4 separate regions of the Mus musculus genome follow, and regions 1, 2 and 3 are each linked to region 4. A link is a contact called in public HiChIP or PLAC-seq and promoter capture Hi-C data. All regions are on one chromosome and are shown on one strand. Each heading gives the region's core, a stretch centred on a gene start, on an enhancer-like site or on the middle of the called end of the contact. The rest is flanking DNA. Distances are from core to core; before and after follow the strand shown. Region 1 overlaps Tns3 (tensin 3). Region 2 overlaps Tns3 (tensin 3). Region 3 overlaps Tns3 (tensin 3). Region 4 holds the start of Purb (purine rich element binding protein B).

Region 1 (2,957 bases), core at 420-2,919, 2.2 Mb before region 4:
GTGCTGAATTCTCCTTCTGAATGGGTCTGAGAAGCTCCTGGCCTGTGACTGGAAGAATTTCCTGGTTTGAAGGTGTTGTAAGACCCCCCTGCCTGGGAGGAGACACTTAGCATTTTCCCAAGCTACAATGAGGGCAGGTTTCCACAGGGAGATCAGAATGATAAATGGCTTCATCCCAGTGATAGGGACAGGTGTGTTCAGTTTGACGCCTGTGAAAACACCTATAGAGTCAGGTGCTCAGGGGTGGAGGAAAGGCAGGCTTCATAGATAGGTGGTTCACATATGGGTGGGGGCTGGGTTGGCGCTCGGGGGCTGTTTGGGAATGTGTTTTCAAATCCTCCTCAGTTTTACCCTTGAGGCAATAGATGAGGTTTTTATCTAGCTGCGTTTTGGGCTATGTTTCTATAAAACCTGCCATCATTGTAGCTTGGGAAAATGCTAAGGAATTTTGGCATCCTCTCGGTCAGCTTTCCGTCCTAGTGCAAACAAACCCAAGGAAGTCTGTGACAGGGAGGAACATTTCATTTTGGCTTATGTGGTCCGGGAGTTCAGTCCATAGTCAGTCGTCAGTCAGCGTCTTTGCTTTTAAGCCTGTAGGAAGGAAGCAGTTAGCTTGGCAGGGAGTTCACTTCCTGGCAACCTGGGAACAAAGCCAACAAGAAAGGGTCCCAAATATCCCCTTCAAGGACACACCTGCAGTGACTTGCCTTCCCTCTTGGTCTCCTGAAAGTTCCACCAGCTTCTAATAAAATCATAGTCTATTGGCCCTTGCAGGGATGTTTAAAACACAATTCCCAGAAACCCTGAGTCCACTGGTGGGCGCCTTGTATTTCCTGCGCCTTTTGAATTGACCAAGCCCAGATCCTTTAAAAAGAACACTGTGGCAGCTTAAGCATTTTCCAGTTTGAAAATAACCGTGCAAGCTGGATTGCTATTGACAGTATGTGCATTTAGTGTGGCTAGTGGGGCTCAGCTGTCTGTCTCTCTCTGTTGGTCGTAAATGGTGTACATCTTTGCAGGTAGATTTTTGGGTGGACCCTAGTTAGTCATGTTCCTAGGAAGATTTCTATGATAAACTCCATGTGATGTAATGTTAGCATTTTAGCTGTTAACAACGTCCTGCTCTGAGCTTCTCAGTACATTCATCCACATTGCTGTGCGACCATCTGTCCATGGCTCTCCAGAACCCCGCATCTTGCAACACTACAATGGCTCCCTGTTCCTCTCCCAAAGCTCCTGGCAACTGTCATTTTAATTTCTGTCCTGCGGTCCTCCTGTAAGTGGAACCAGCCAGAATTTCTCCTTTCTGTGACAGGCATAATGCTTTAAAGGATCATCCGTGGTAGAGTGCATGTCGACTTCCCTTCCTTCTCTCTTTCCATTCGTTCCTTCTTCAGGCTTAATAGTCCAGTACTTAATACTTAGTACTCGAGTGTGGATCCACTGTGTCTTACAGATCCAGTTGTCAGTTAATGACACCTGGGCAACTTCCACCTTTGGGTGATGAGAGATGATGCTATTGGGACCTGGCCGTGTTGTCCCTCATCGCTGTTCTTCGGTTAGACACCCAGAAGCAACTGCAGCCTTTTGGGGTTCCTTGACATGGCCAGACTGCAGCTAAGACACTGTATGATCACTGGCTTCGCAATGCCCTCCAGCTCTTGGTTGGCACCCACAGGGTACGAACCAGGCCTGCAGGAAAGGAAGGAAGCTTCTTACCAAGCTATTTTGACAGATTGCATAAACTTGGTGATTAATGGAAGGAGAAAGAAGGAAGAATGTCTTTGAGAGAGAGAGAGAGAGAGAGAGCGCTCAAGTAAGCGCCTCTAGGGCTGCTTGGTTTTATTTTCAATTAAAAGGGTCTGACTTTGTTTCAGGAGAATGGTTTTAATTTGGGTAAATGGTTCAGCCTGGGAACCACATGCCAGCACTTATGATCTACGAGTGCAATTACACAGGGTTACCTCAGCCGAGCTTTGGAGGGAATAGTGCAGAGCCCAGCTTGCTCTGTTTTGGCTCTGTTGAATGGTGCTGGAGGCCCCCGAGTCACTGGGAGGAGGCAGCTTTTCTGATCAGTACAGGGAGCTTGCTGGGAGCAGCAGCAAGAGCCATGACACTCTTCGTGGCTGGCACTGGTTAATTTTTACCCTCTAAGAATGTATTCACAATTCTAAGGAGTGTCAACAAATGGCTGCCCGTCCCTCTTGGAACACACAGAACCAGACTCAAACTGAGCCAGATTTGCTGGTCCCCTTCCCAGTGTGACTGTTGGCATCACTGGTCAGGTTTGGAAGGAGGAGGGACCACTCATCCTCAGGTTCACCCAGAGTTTTTGAGGCTCCTAGGCCAGATGGGACTGTGGGCCCTAGGGAGAGGGAGAAAAGGCTGGTCTACATGGGTGGTCATCTCTGGCTGCTTCTTCTTCTTTTTTTATATTTATTTATTTATTTATTTATTTATTTATTTATTATATGTAAATACACTGTGGCTGTCTTCAGACACTCCAGAAGAGGACATCAAATTTCATTACAGATGGTTGTGAGCCACCATGTGGTTGCTGGGATTTGAACTTGGGACTTTTGGAAGAGCAGTCGGCACTCTTAACCGCTGAGCCATCTCACCAGCCCTCTGGCTTATTTTTAAGACGTTGAAGGAGGTGGGGCCACGTGGGGGCTTGATAGTGTGGATCAACTACCTGCAATAGCCAAGGGAAATTGCACAAGGCGAAGAAGAATGGGAAAACTCAGGAAGATGATTGTACTTATCAACTAGAATGAGATGAGGCATAGGGCAGGTCCCCACAATGGCGGTAATGTGGTTTGCAAATCTGCACCAGTACCCACTGATCTCAGGGAGTTGGTGGACCCTTAGGGAAGGTGGGCCACTGGGACCTTCAGGGTGGGAGGCGGAGTTCTGAGGATGCAGACTGCAAAGCAAGATCGGGTATCATTTTTTTG
Region 2 (3,330 bases), core at 221-2,720, 2.1 Mb before region 4:
TTCTTATGGGTGTCTCCCTTACTTCTAGGCCCATGTCACTGCCTCCTAGTCCGTTGACACCTCTTGTTTCTTCTCTTTCCAGATTCCACTTGTGGTCTTTTTAAAAAAGATTTATTTATTATATGTAAGCACACTGCAGCCATCTTCAGACACACCAGAAGAGGGCATCAGATCCCATTACAGATGGTTGTGAGCCACCATGTGGGTGCTGAGATTTGGATTCAGGACTTCTGGAAGAGCAGTCGGTTCTCTTAACCACCGAGCCATCTCTCCAGCCCCCTACTTACGGTCTTTACAAGTGAGGGAGTCTATCTACCCACTCTTTCCTTTACCTCTAGCCCCTCAGGCTGGGCACAGGCAGAGGAACACCCAACGGAGAGGCCCCCTGGGCTGTTATTTGTACATATTTGAGAAACGGTGGAACCTACCAAGGAAGCACATGTCGCACATGTCAGAGAAGTTCTGAAAGTCTTGAGAATCTCTGGTCCACTCAGGGCTCTTCTAGTATCTTCCCAGTATTGTCTTCCAGAGCCGAAGTTTAGGTGGGGAGAGGTATTCTGAGCACCTTCTCCTACCCTAACAGTACTTCTCTGTCCTGCCTGGGCAGGGGACCTTGGTGGTATCTTTATAGGCTTGTCCTTAGGTTATCTCTGTGTGTCTTCATCCTTTTTTTTTTCAAGCAAAGCAGATTTTTAAAAAAAGATTTATTTATTATTTATTTTTATATGTAAGTACACTGTAGCTGTCTTCAGACACAGCAGAAGAGGGCGTCAGATGTCATTAAGGATGGTTGTGAGCCACCATGTGGTTGCTGGGATTTGAACTCAGGACCTTCAGGAAGAGCTGTCAGTGCTCTTAACCACTGAGCCATCTCTCCAGCCCCTGTGTCTTCATCCTTATAAGACTTTCAGATACTTCACTTTGCTTCCCAGCCACCCCCTCCCCCCCAACACGACCCTGTGCTGTTGCCAGGTGTGCCTCTGGACAGCCAGCTGGTGGTTGGTCATGACTGTATGTGCTCGGGGCCAGTTCGTGGTGGTCTCTAGGGTGACCTTCCTCTAGATGGGGTGTATTCCATGTAGAGGTTTATGTCCTGCTGCCGCTGAATTCTTCTGTCCTGCTGCCACTGAATTCTTCTTCAGCCACTTCTAGAGTAAGAGTTTGGAAGAGAAACAACCCCACCTACACAGGGACAACAGACAGACAGACAGACAGACAGACAGACACACACACACACACACACACCTCTTTTAGAAGCAGGGCTGAACTGACTGCACACACCAGTCCTCTCCGCATTTTAACTTGCGAAACCAAGCTTCTGTTGACAAGGCTCTGCCACTTCTGTAAAGCTGTTAATTTTGGGCAAGGATTCAGGAAGTGGCCACCCCCACGGTCCCCTGAACACAGAAAGAGCCCAGAGCTTCCTTATTTCCACCTCCCAGGGGCAGCCGACTGAATTCATTTTTGTGTGTTTCCAGACTTTTGACTCACCACCGGAGAATTCCCCAAGACTTGCTGAACAAGTGGGTGGGTGAGCAGGGGAGGACATTGGAGGATTACAGGTTTTAGTCTTCCTGTTACTAAGCATCTCCCTGCTTACCGGATCTTAGGGACAATAAATACTTGCTGAGCCTTAAGGAAGGCTGGAAGATCCGAATGAATGGAATGTAGAATGTAGGGTAAAAATCTGCAATTCCAGTCTTACTGTAGATTGCCCTCCTTTGAATCTGAAGGGTCCCGTGCTTAGCTGGTGGATCCTTTGGAGGCTCTGATCTTGAAGGCCTTGAATGGGGTCAGGAGAGGAGAAGTGAAGGGCATGTTTATTGTTTGTTTCAGTTCAGCCGTGCTGAACTTTGAACCCAGAACCCCCACCTGCTAGGCCAGCCCTCTGCTCCCTCTCTAACCCCTCTGTGGGGTCCTTTACTGGGGACATCTTAGGCCTGGAGTACTGATGAGGTGGAGCAGAGGTGGCTTGTGAGTGTGATGTCCTACAGAGGTGGCCTGGACAGCGTTGTGAGGACACTGGTGGATGATAAGTGTTGGATGCTAGGTTAATGTCACATGGTGTGAGGTGGGGACTCTTTGCAGAATATATGAAATAAAGATTTAACTAGTCAGATATAAAAATTATGGTAACTTTTACTTTAATTTTTTTTTTAAGATGTATTTACTTACTTTAGGTATGTGAGTACATCTTCATGAGAGCTCATCTTCAGACTGTAGCTGACTTCAGACACACCAGCAGAGGACATTGCATTCCATTACAGATGGTTGCAAGCCACTATGTGGTTGCTGGGAATTGAACTCAGGACCTCTGGAAGAGCAAGCAGTCAGTGCTTTTAACCTCTGAGCCATCTCTCCAGCCCTTACTTTAATTTTTTTTTTTTTTCGAGACAGGGTTTCTCTGTGTAGCCCTCGGCTGTCCTGAAACTCACTCTGTAGACCAGGCTGGCCTCGAACTCAGAAATCCACCTGCCGAGTGCTGGGATTAAAGGCATGTACCACTACGCCTAGCCCTTATTTTAATTTTTAAGTGACGTGTTTTATCTTTCACTATGAGTCCTTGTACATGTCTGTGTGTATGCACATGTGAGTGCAGGTGCCAGCAGAGGCCAGAAGAGAGTGTTGGATCCTGTGGAGCTAAAGTAAGAGGCAGTAACTGGAAGATGGCTGCTGAAACTGAACTCAGATTCTTCCTCTCTGAGTGCAGTGTGTGCTCTTAACCATTGCGCTGTCATTACTTCTTATTTATTTACTTATTTTACATTACATCATTCTTAGACACTTTGTACAAAAATGTCTTGAAAGAAAATTTCCCTTAGTGTTCTGATTTAAGTTGTATTCCGGAAGACACTACAATTTCTTACTAATGGTTGACTGTCCTGTCCTGAAATATGGTATTTGATTAACCATTGTGAATGACTAGTGTGTGAAGGAATGAATTAATGAGTGACAGCAGGTTGAGACTACTGACCCAAGAGGAGTTGGAGATGTGATGGGTAGCTCTCTGTATTTAAGATGCTGGTTGAAAGGGCCCACGTCCACTGTGGAAAGCCATCTATTTATAAGAACTGGATCCCTCTGTGGTGTTGGACGCTTTCTCTATATCATCAGCCACTGGTCCTTGTAAATCAGCTACTTGACCAGCTCCATGAGACTGTGTGATGGTTTGAAATGGAACTCTCAGATTCTGCGTGGCTGTGGTAGAAGCTTGCGTGAAGTGCTGCTTGACTGGACCTCAGCCCTTTACTTATGGGAGGACCCTTTCCTGGTAGACAGTCTGAACATGAAGCCAGTGTGGGGAGCGCACAAATCCCCCTGTGTAAGTGC
Region 3 (3,167 bases), core at 631-3,130, 2.0 Mb before region 4:
AGGGTGAGCCATATGAGGGCATCTCCAGGTTTGGACTCTGACACTTTAAGGGAATACCTTCCATTCTGGTGCTCAGGCTTGACTTCCTAGACAGCTATAATTGAGCTGTGTGAGAGTTCCCTCTGCGGCTGTGGAGTAGACAGTCCAAAGGGCATTCAGATCTGCAGTCCTAAGATGGCCAGATCCACTGCTCAGTATTCCTGTGCTTCTGTTAACTTCTGGGAATCATGGGGTTCCTCCTGGGCAGTTCCTCATCGGTAGGATGAGATGCTCCCGTGGAGCATCCAGAGATATGTTTCTTCTTCACCTGGTGTTGGCTACAGCCCTACTCCATGAATGGGTGACTGTCAGATAGAACTTCTCTAGATCTTATTTCTGTGGCATAAATAGTCATGAAGAGATTTTCCAAAGATCTTGATATCTGCTGGAAATATCACTGATGGGAGTGTGTGTGCCATAGCTCAACACAGCTAGCATAGCTGCATAAGGAGGTTGAGGCAGGCAGAGGTATGGGAAAGCAAATGAGGACTAGGTGTGTGTTCCAGGGGGGAGATTGTTTGCCATGGTGGATAATGGTGAGGGCGATGCTAGTCTGAGGTTGAATAGGGCAGGCAAGCTATGGAAGAACTTTCTATATAGTGCTGCTGGGTCAGTTAGCTTTCCTGTTCCTGTTGTAAAATGCCCAGCAGAAGCAGCATAAAGCCCCAGAGGTTTTTTTATTTCATCTCCCACTTGCAGAGAGTTCTCAGTCCATTCCGACAGGGAAGACTGGTGATGGCAGCTTGCATAAGGCTGTTTCTGTGGCATCCAGCAAGAAGCAAAAAATATGGATGGGAACCAGGGCAGATATAACCTTCAAAGACTTAACCTCTAGTGAGCTACTTTCATCTATCCAACTATCCATCCATCCATCATCCATCCATCCATCATCATCCATCCATCCTACCATCCTTCCATCCATCCATCCATCCATCCATCCATCCATCCATCCATCCATCCCCACCACCCATAGGGTTCCCAACCTTCAAAACAGTGGTACGAGTATGAATTGAGTTAAACGTGAACAAATGGGGACGTTTCACATTCCAGCCAGGACTGTGGCAGGGCCCTTGTGCCTGTCTATACTTCATAGTCTTCTGTATTTGGATCAGAATGGTCTGTGAGAACTCTGCCTTTAAAAATCTCTCAACTTAATTTTTGTTTGTGCTTACTACAATCACTCTTTTTATTATGACAGCGTTCTTAATGTACACTCAGCCCTTTGTACACTCAGCCCTTTCTGAGTCCTGCCTGCTGAGCTGGTTAGGTGAAAAGCACTTCACGGAACACCTTATGCTGTTAAGGGACAATGATCCCTATGGGTAGCCAATCCTACTCTTAAAGAGCTCCTCCTCTTGTTGATAAATTGAGGCCACACTCTGCTGCCACCCAGGCTCCAAAGGTCTCCTTTCATTGACTCTGTGATGTAACAGTTGTGTGGCACTTTTAGGTGCAGGGTGACAAAGCTGAGGGCAGTGGCTCTCAATAGCTGTCTGACCCCTGGGAAGCCTCTGCTCAGTATTCAGAGCTGTAATCCAGTCATGGACTATTGACTTTTGAAAATGGATGGAACCTGTTGGGAAAGAAAGTGTGATGTCGATGCTGCCAAAGGACAAGTGCCAGGCCCTGGCTTCCATCCCATTAAGAAGACTTTTATTATTATTGTTGCTGCTGTTGTTGTTTTAATTCCCAAGTGGTGCTAGAAAAACTGTCTGAAAATGTGTGTCATTCTGTAGTGTTGCAAGAATCTTATGAGTTTTGAAGTGATGGCCCCAGGATAGAGAGGTGGCACTGAGATTTCAGTGGATTTGACCTTTGCCCTCACCTCTCAGTCTCCAGCCTATGCACTCTCCTGAGGTCTCCCTCCCAGGAGGAAGCAGGAGCACCATCTCCTGAAACACCCTCGGGTGCTTCACTCTACCTTCCAGAGGGCGCATCATGAGAGTTTGGCAGGTGATGGAGGCTGGGGTGGTCCATCTGTCCCACTACAGTTTCCATGTCTTTGTAGTCCAGCTGTCATGCAACATCACTCTCACGCCAGTTTCCCCTCTGCATCGCAGTCACGGACTGCATCTCTAGCTTTCTCTGATGACCTCACCCTCTTAGCTAACACACACAGTGACTCAGTCTTAGCCTTGTATTCTATCCCCGGGGCTGGGGACCTTTCCACTCCAGTCGCACCTGTGGGAATAGCAGCTAAGTTCTTGCTTTGCCTTTCATTGTCTTTCCTGAGATTGGAGCCAGGTTGTTGCTCCTTCCATACAGCTTCTTTTCTCACACCTCAAGTCTTGTATGGAAACTCTGCTGTTGTGACTTCCCACCATTTCCTTCCATTAAGGTACAAATGGCTGCCCAGTGATGTCGCAGGTCCACCTGCCTGGCTCTCTTCTGCGTCCTCCATGGGAGTACCATCCCTCACAATGCCAGGGAGATGTGAGATTGCAGCTTTATTTCTACAAAGCCTGAGGTCTTGTGTTTCTCAGTTCTGCCAAGTCCGGGAAAGCTTTTGACTACAGTATTTGGTCCATGGGATGTAAAACAGCAGAGACAGGAAGCTGTGATTAGTGGCTCTTCCCCTTGTGTATTTAGCTCATGTGTTCCTACCCCTGGAACATCCACCCCTTCCTCTCACACTTGGCTGAATGGTAGTCCCCTCTTTTCTCTTGGAGATTTAAAATGTACCAAGAAAGGAATAGAGATCAAGCCTGTGGGGCTATGGCCTGTGCACTCTTCTCTTTTAAGGAGTCAAGGGAGAGAAAATTTGTCTGTGAATGCATTTTAAGGGCAAAGGGAGGAGCTTTAAAAAAACAAAAGGTTCATCTAGAACAGTCTTTTCAGACAGGTCTTCTGTGTAGCCGAGCATCCTTACCCTGCCTTGCTTGTCAGAGCTACATGTCTAGCTCCCTGTGCCCTGAAGCTCTGGACTGGGGGACCAACATGCTTAGTCTTATGGAAGCGTCTCCTGCTGATGATGGTGGAGTTGTTTTGGACCAGTGACATTTCCAGGGCCAGTGGCTTTCTGACTTTAGTTCTGCAGCTTCGAGACCTCATGCTGATACTTAAAGGGCATCCCTTTTCCATCCTGCCTCCTATGCAAGCCCTCCCTCAGCCTCTGGTCCCACCGTTAC
Region 4 (3,115 bases), core at 50-2,549:
TCAAACCATAAAACCACTCAAAAATATGTCCTTACTAAAAAATTACAAGAGAAGACTCTAGGCTTAGATGCAAATGAAATTTCAGCGGAAACAAAATAACAAAGCTGGCCCATCAGGCAGAATACAGGCTAGAGGGGCGGTTAACTGCTCATCACACAAGCATTAAGACACAAGCTTGAAAACCTAGCAGCTGCATAAAAGAGCAGGGTGCAGCAGGGGGTGGGGGTGGGGGATCCCTAGGGCTCACTGACAGCCAGTTTAGATCAATTCAGTGAGCTCTAAGTTCAGCCAGAGACCCACTCACAAAAAATACGGTGGAGAGTAACACAAACACTCTATTTCCGGCCTCCACATACACGTACATGTATAGCCACACAGAAACAAATTTAAAACACTTTAGGGCTGGAGAGATGGCTCAGTGGGTAAGAGCACCCGACTGAAGGTCCAGAGTTCAAATCCCAGCAACCACATGGTGGCTCACAACCATCCGTAACAAGATCTGACTCCCTCTTCTGGTGTGTCTGAAGACAGCTTCAGTGTACTTACATATAATAATAAATAAATCTTTAAAAAAAAAAAAACAACACTTTAGAGGAACCTGGTTAACGAATATTAAACTGATGCAAGAACTCAAGTTTAAGCCAATATAGCTTAGTGAGATCCTATCATTAAAAACACCCAATTGTAAAAAAAAAAAAAACCCAAAAGTTATTTGTGTGAACTCCATTCAGGGAGTTTATAAAATAAGATGGTATTCTGGTTTCTTTGTTTTAGAAACACGGGCTTATTTACTGAAGGATTGCTAGATCCAATCGTTAGGAGTCCGACTTAATCAGTGTACTCGTCCCTGAGGATTAATAATCTAGTAGCATTAGTGAGAAGTAGGATCTCACTGGAGAAAACAGGTTACTGGGGTATGCTCTGGAAAGATCCCTAGCCCCTGGCCCTTTCCTGTCTCTCTGCTTTCCCAGGCGCCAGGAGGTGATTGGCTCCACTGTTGAATAATTCATGTGCTTCTCGGCAAAACGTTCTGCCTTCCCACAGCCCCAAAGCAACAGAGTCATCTAGTCACACACTAAACCCTCTGAAACCGGGAGCGTCAGTAAAGCATCAAGAAAGAGGACCCCAAAACCAGCGGACAGAAACATAGGCTCGCCCGGGGTAGCCGCAGAACGCCTTGCCGGCGCGGCCAGCGACGTCACCTCTGCGCCCCGCCGGCGTGGTGTGTGTGGGTCTTCCGGCCGGGAGGCGGCGGCGGGCGGGGCGGAGTGACGTCACGGGAGGCGCGCGCCGGAAGCGGGCCGTGCCGCACGGAAGCCGCGGGGGCGGGGCGCGGAGGCGATGGGGGGCGGCGGCGACCGGCGATGAGCGGCGGGCGCGCGTGAGGAGCCGGCGGGCGAGGCTGGGGGGCCCCGGAGCGCGAGCCGCAGGGCGGAGGGCGGGGGCGCGAGCGCAGCGGGCGGCGGCGGCGAGGCGGCGGCCGAGAAGATGGCGGACGGCGACAGCGGCAGCGAGCGCGGCGGTGGCGGCGGCGGCGGCGGCGGGCCCGGCGGCTTCCAGCCCGCGCCCCGCGGCGGCGGCGGCGGCGGTGGCGGGCCGGGCGGCGAGCAGGAGACGCAGGAGCTGGCCTCGAAGCGGCTGGACATCCAGAACAAGCGCTTCTACCTGGACGTGAAGCAGAACGCCAAGGGCCGCTTCCTCAAGATCGCCGAGGTGGGCGCGGGCGGCTCCAAGAGCCGCCTCACGCTGTCGATGGCGGTGGCCGCCGAGTTCCGCGACTCGCTGGGCGACTTCATCGAGCACTACGCGCAGCTGGGTCCCAGCAGCCCCGAGCAGCTGGCGGCGGGCGCCGAGGAGGGCGGCGGGCCGCGCCGCGCGCTCAAGAGCGAGTTCCTGGTGCGCGAGAACCGCAAGTACTACCTGGACCTCAAGGAGAACCAGCGCGGCCGCTTCCTGCGCATCCGCCAGACGGTGAACCGCGGCGGCGGCGGCTTCGGCGGGGGGCCCGGGCCCGGCGGCCTGCAGAGCGGCCAGACCATCGCGCTGCCCGCGCAGGGCCTCATCGAGTTCCGCGACGCGCTCGCCAAGCTCATCGACGACTACGGGGGCGACGAGGACGAGCTGGCCGGCGGCCCGGGAGGCGGCGCCGGCGGCCCCGGGGGCGGCCTGTACGGAGAGCTCCCGGAGGGCACCTCCATCACCGTGGACTCGAAGCGCTTCTTCTTCGACGTCGGCTGCAACAAGTACGGGGTGTTCCTGCGAGTGAGCGAGGTGAAGCCGTCCTACCGCAATGCCATCACCGTGCCCTTCAAGGCCTGGGGCAAGTTTGGAGGCGCCTTCTGTCGGTATGCAGATGAAATGAAAGAGATCCAGGAGCGACAGAGGGATAAGCTTTACGAGCGACGCGGCGGGGGCAGCGGTGGCGGCGACGAGTCGGAGGGTGAGGAAGTGGATGAGGATTGAAGCAGGCAGCTTCCCGTACCGGCCTCCCCCAACCCCACCACCATCCCCTTGGCTAGAGAGCGCCCTTTCCTTCTCGTCCCCAGTGAGCTAGTGGAGAGGGATCAGGGGAGGCCGCAGACGAAGAAAACAAAAAAAAAAATAAAATAATATAGTTAAGAGAAATAACCATAAGAAAACAGTCACAGACAATTAGAGAAAAGCAGTTAAGTTCCAAGGAACTGCCAGCAACCTGCAAAGAGGAGCAGCATCTCCTCACCTGCGCAAGAGTCTCAGCTTCTGTTGTTTAAAACCGAGGTTCGGAAATTCATCAGGAAAACACTGGAAGGGATAGATAGATCTTCGAGCGTCTGGGACCAAAACCACACCTGGGTTACCCAGACTCATGCATTGGGAATAGCTGAATTTGTGTTCTTCCTGGGTAATCTGGTCTTAGGATCCCTCCAGGCCTCACTACTATCAGCATCTATCCCTTCACCTCCATCGAAATCAGCATTTTGGATCTAGGTCTTAGTGGAATCTTTGAGAAGAAAGAGGCCTTTTGCAGTTACCCAGTTCTGAGGGTACAGGTTTATGAAAAGGAATGCAACTTTACACAATCATGGACAGGGCAAGAGAAGAATTCAAGAAGCCATTGGAGAATTCGAAAATTAGA

What was found. Promoter capture Hi-C pulls out the DNA fragments that hold promoters and counts their contacts. HiChIP or PLAC-seq counts read pairs in DNA pulled down with a chosen protein or histone mark.
Region 1: a contact with region 4 is called in an H3K4me3 HiChIP or PLAC-seq map of embryonic limb bud, with 7 times the contacts expected there. The contact joins the enhancer-like site here to the promoter of Purb in region 4. A contact is called at or near these places in 5 of 39 promoter capture datasets (the 3T3-L1 cell line, 3T3-L1-derived adipocytes, cranial neural crest and 2 more), 4 of 115 datasets of contacts at active chromatin or transcription factors (embryonic limb bud, embryonic stem cells and pro-B cells) and 1 of 9 other capture datasets (embryonic stem cells).
Region 2: a contact with region 4 is called in a promoter capture Hi-C map of embryonic stem cells, with 4 times the contacts expected there. The contact joins the enhancer-like site here to the promoter of Purb in region 4. A contact is called at or near these places in 6 of 39 promoter capture datasets (the 3T3-L1 cell line, the C10 cell line, embryonic stem cells and 2 more) and 1 of 115 datasets of contacts at active chromatin or transcription factors (differentiating embryonic stem cells).
Region 3: a contact with region 4 is called in a promoter capture Hi-C map of liver, with 4 times the contacts expected there. The contact joins the enhancer-like site here to the promoter of Purb in region 4. A contact is called at or near these places in 5 of 39 promoter capture datasets (the 3T3-L1 cell line, 3T3-L1-derived adipocytes, cranial neural crest and 2 more).

Annotation. Positions count from the first base shown.
Region 1 is chr11:8,655,928-8,658,884 of GRCm38.p6, reverse strand. All of the region lies in intron 1 of Tns3 (tensin 3), which reads left to right. Among named protein-coding and RNA genes, the nearest start is that of Tns3, 7.1 kb to the left of the region's middle. Within about 2 kb of position 1,669, at least 70 of the 459 cell types and tissues checked have an H3K27ac peak or open chromatin away from gene starts, as enhancers often do. A contact at or near this core is called in embryonic limb bud and hippocampal neurons, where this site is marked.
Region 2 is chr11:8,587,756-8,591,085 of GRCm38.p6, reverse strand. All of the region lies in intron 3 of Tns3 (tensin 3), which reads left to right. Among named protein-coding and RNA genes, the nearest start is that of Tns3, 75 kb to the left of the region's middle. Within about 2 kb of position 1,470, at least 159 of the 459 cell types and tissues checked have an H3K27ac peak or open chromatin away from gene starts, as enhancers often do. A contact at or near this core is called in embryonic stem cells, liver and trophoblast stem cells, where this site is marked.
Region 3 is chr11:8,508,769-8,511,935 of GRCm38.p6, reverse strand. All of the region lies in intron 16 of Tns3 (tensin 3), which reads left to right. Among named protein-coding and RNA genes, the nearest start is that of Tns3, 150 kb to the left of the region's middle. Within about 2 kb of position 1,880, at least 13 of the 459 cell types and tissues checked have an H3K27ac peak or open chromatin away from gene starts, as enhancers often do. A contact at or near this core is called in liver, where this site is marked.
Region 4 is chr11:6,474,260-6,477,374 of GRCm38.p6, reverse strand. It overlaps Purb (purine rich element binding protein B), which reads left to right and starts at 1,299. Exons shown (of 1, transcript NM_011221.3): 1 at 1,299-3,115. The coding sequence starts at 1,489. The coding sequence ends at 2,463.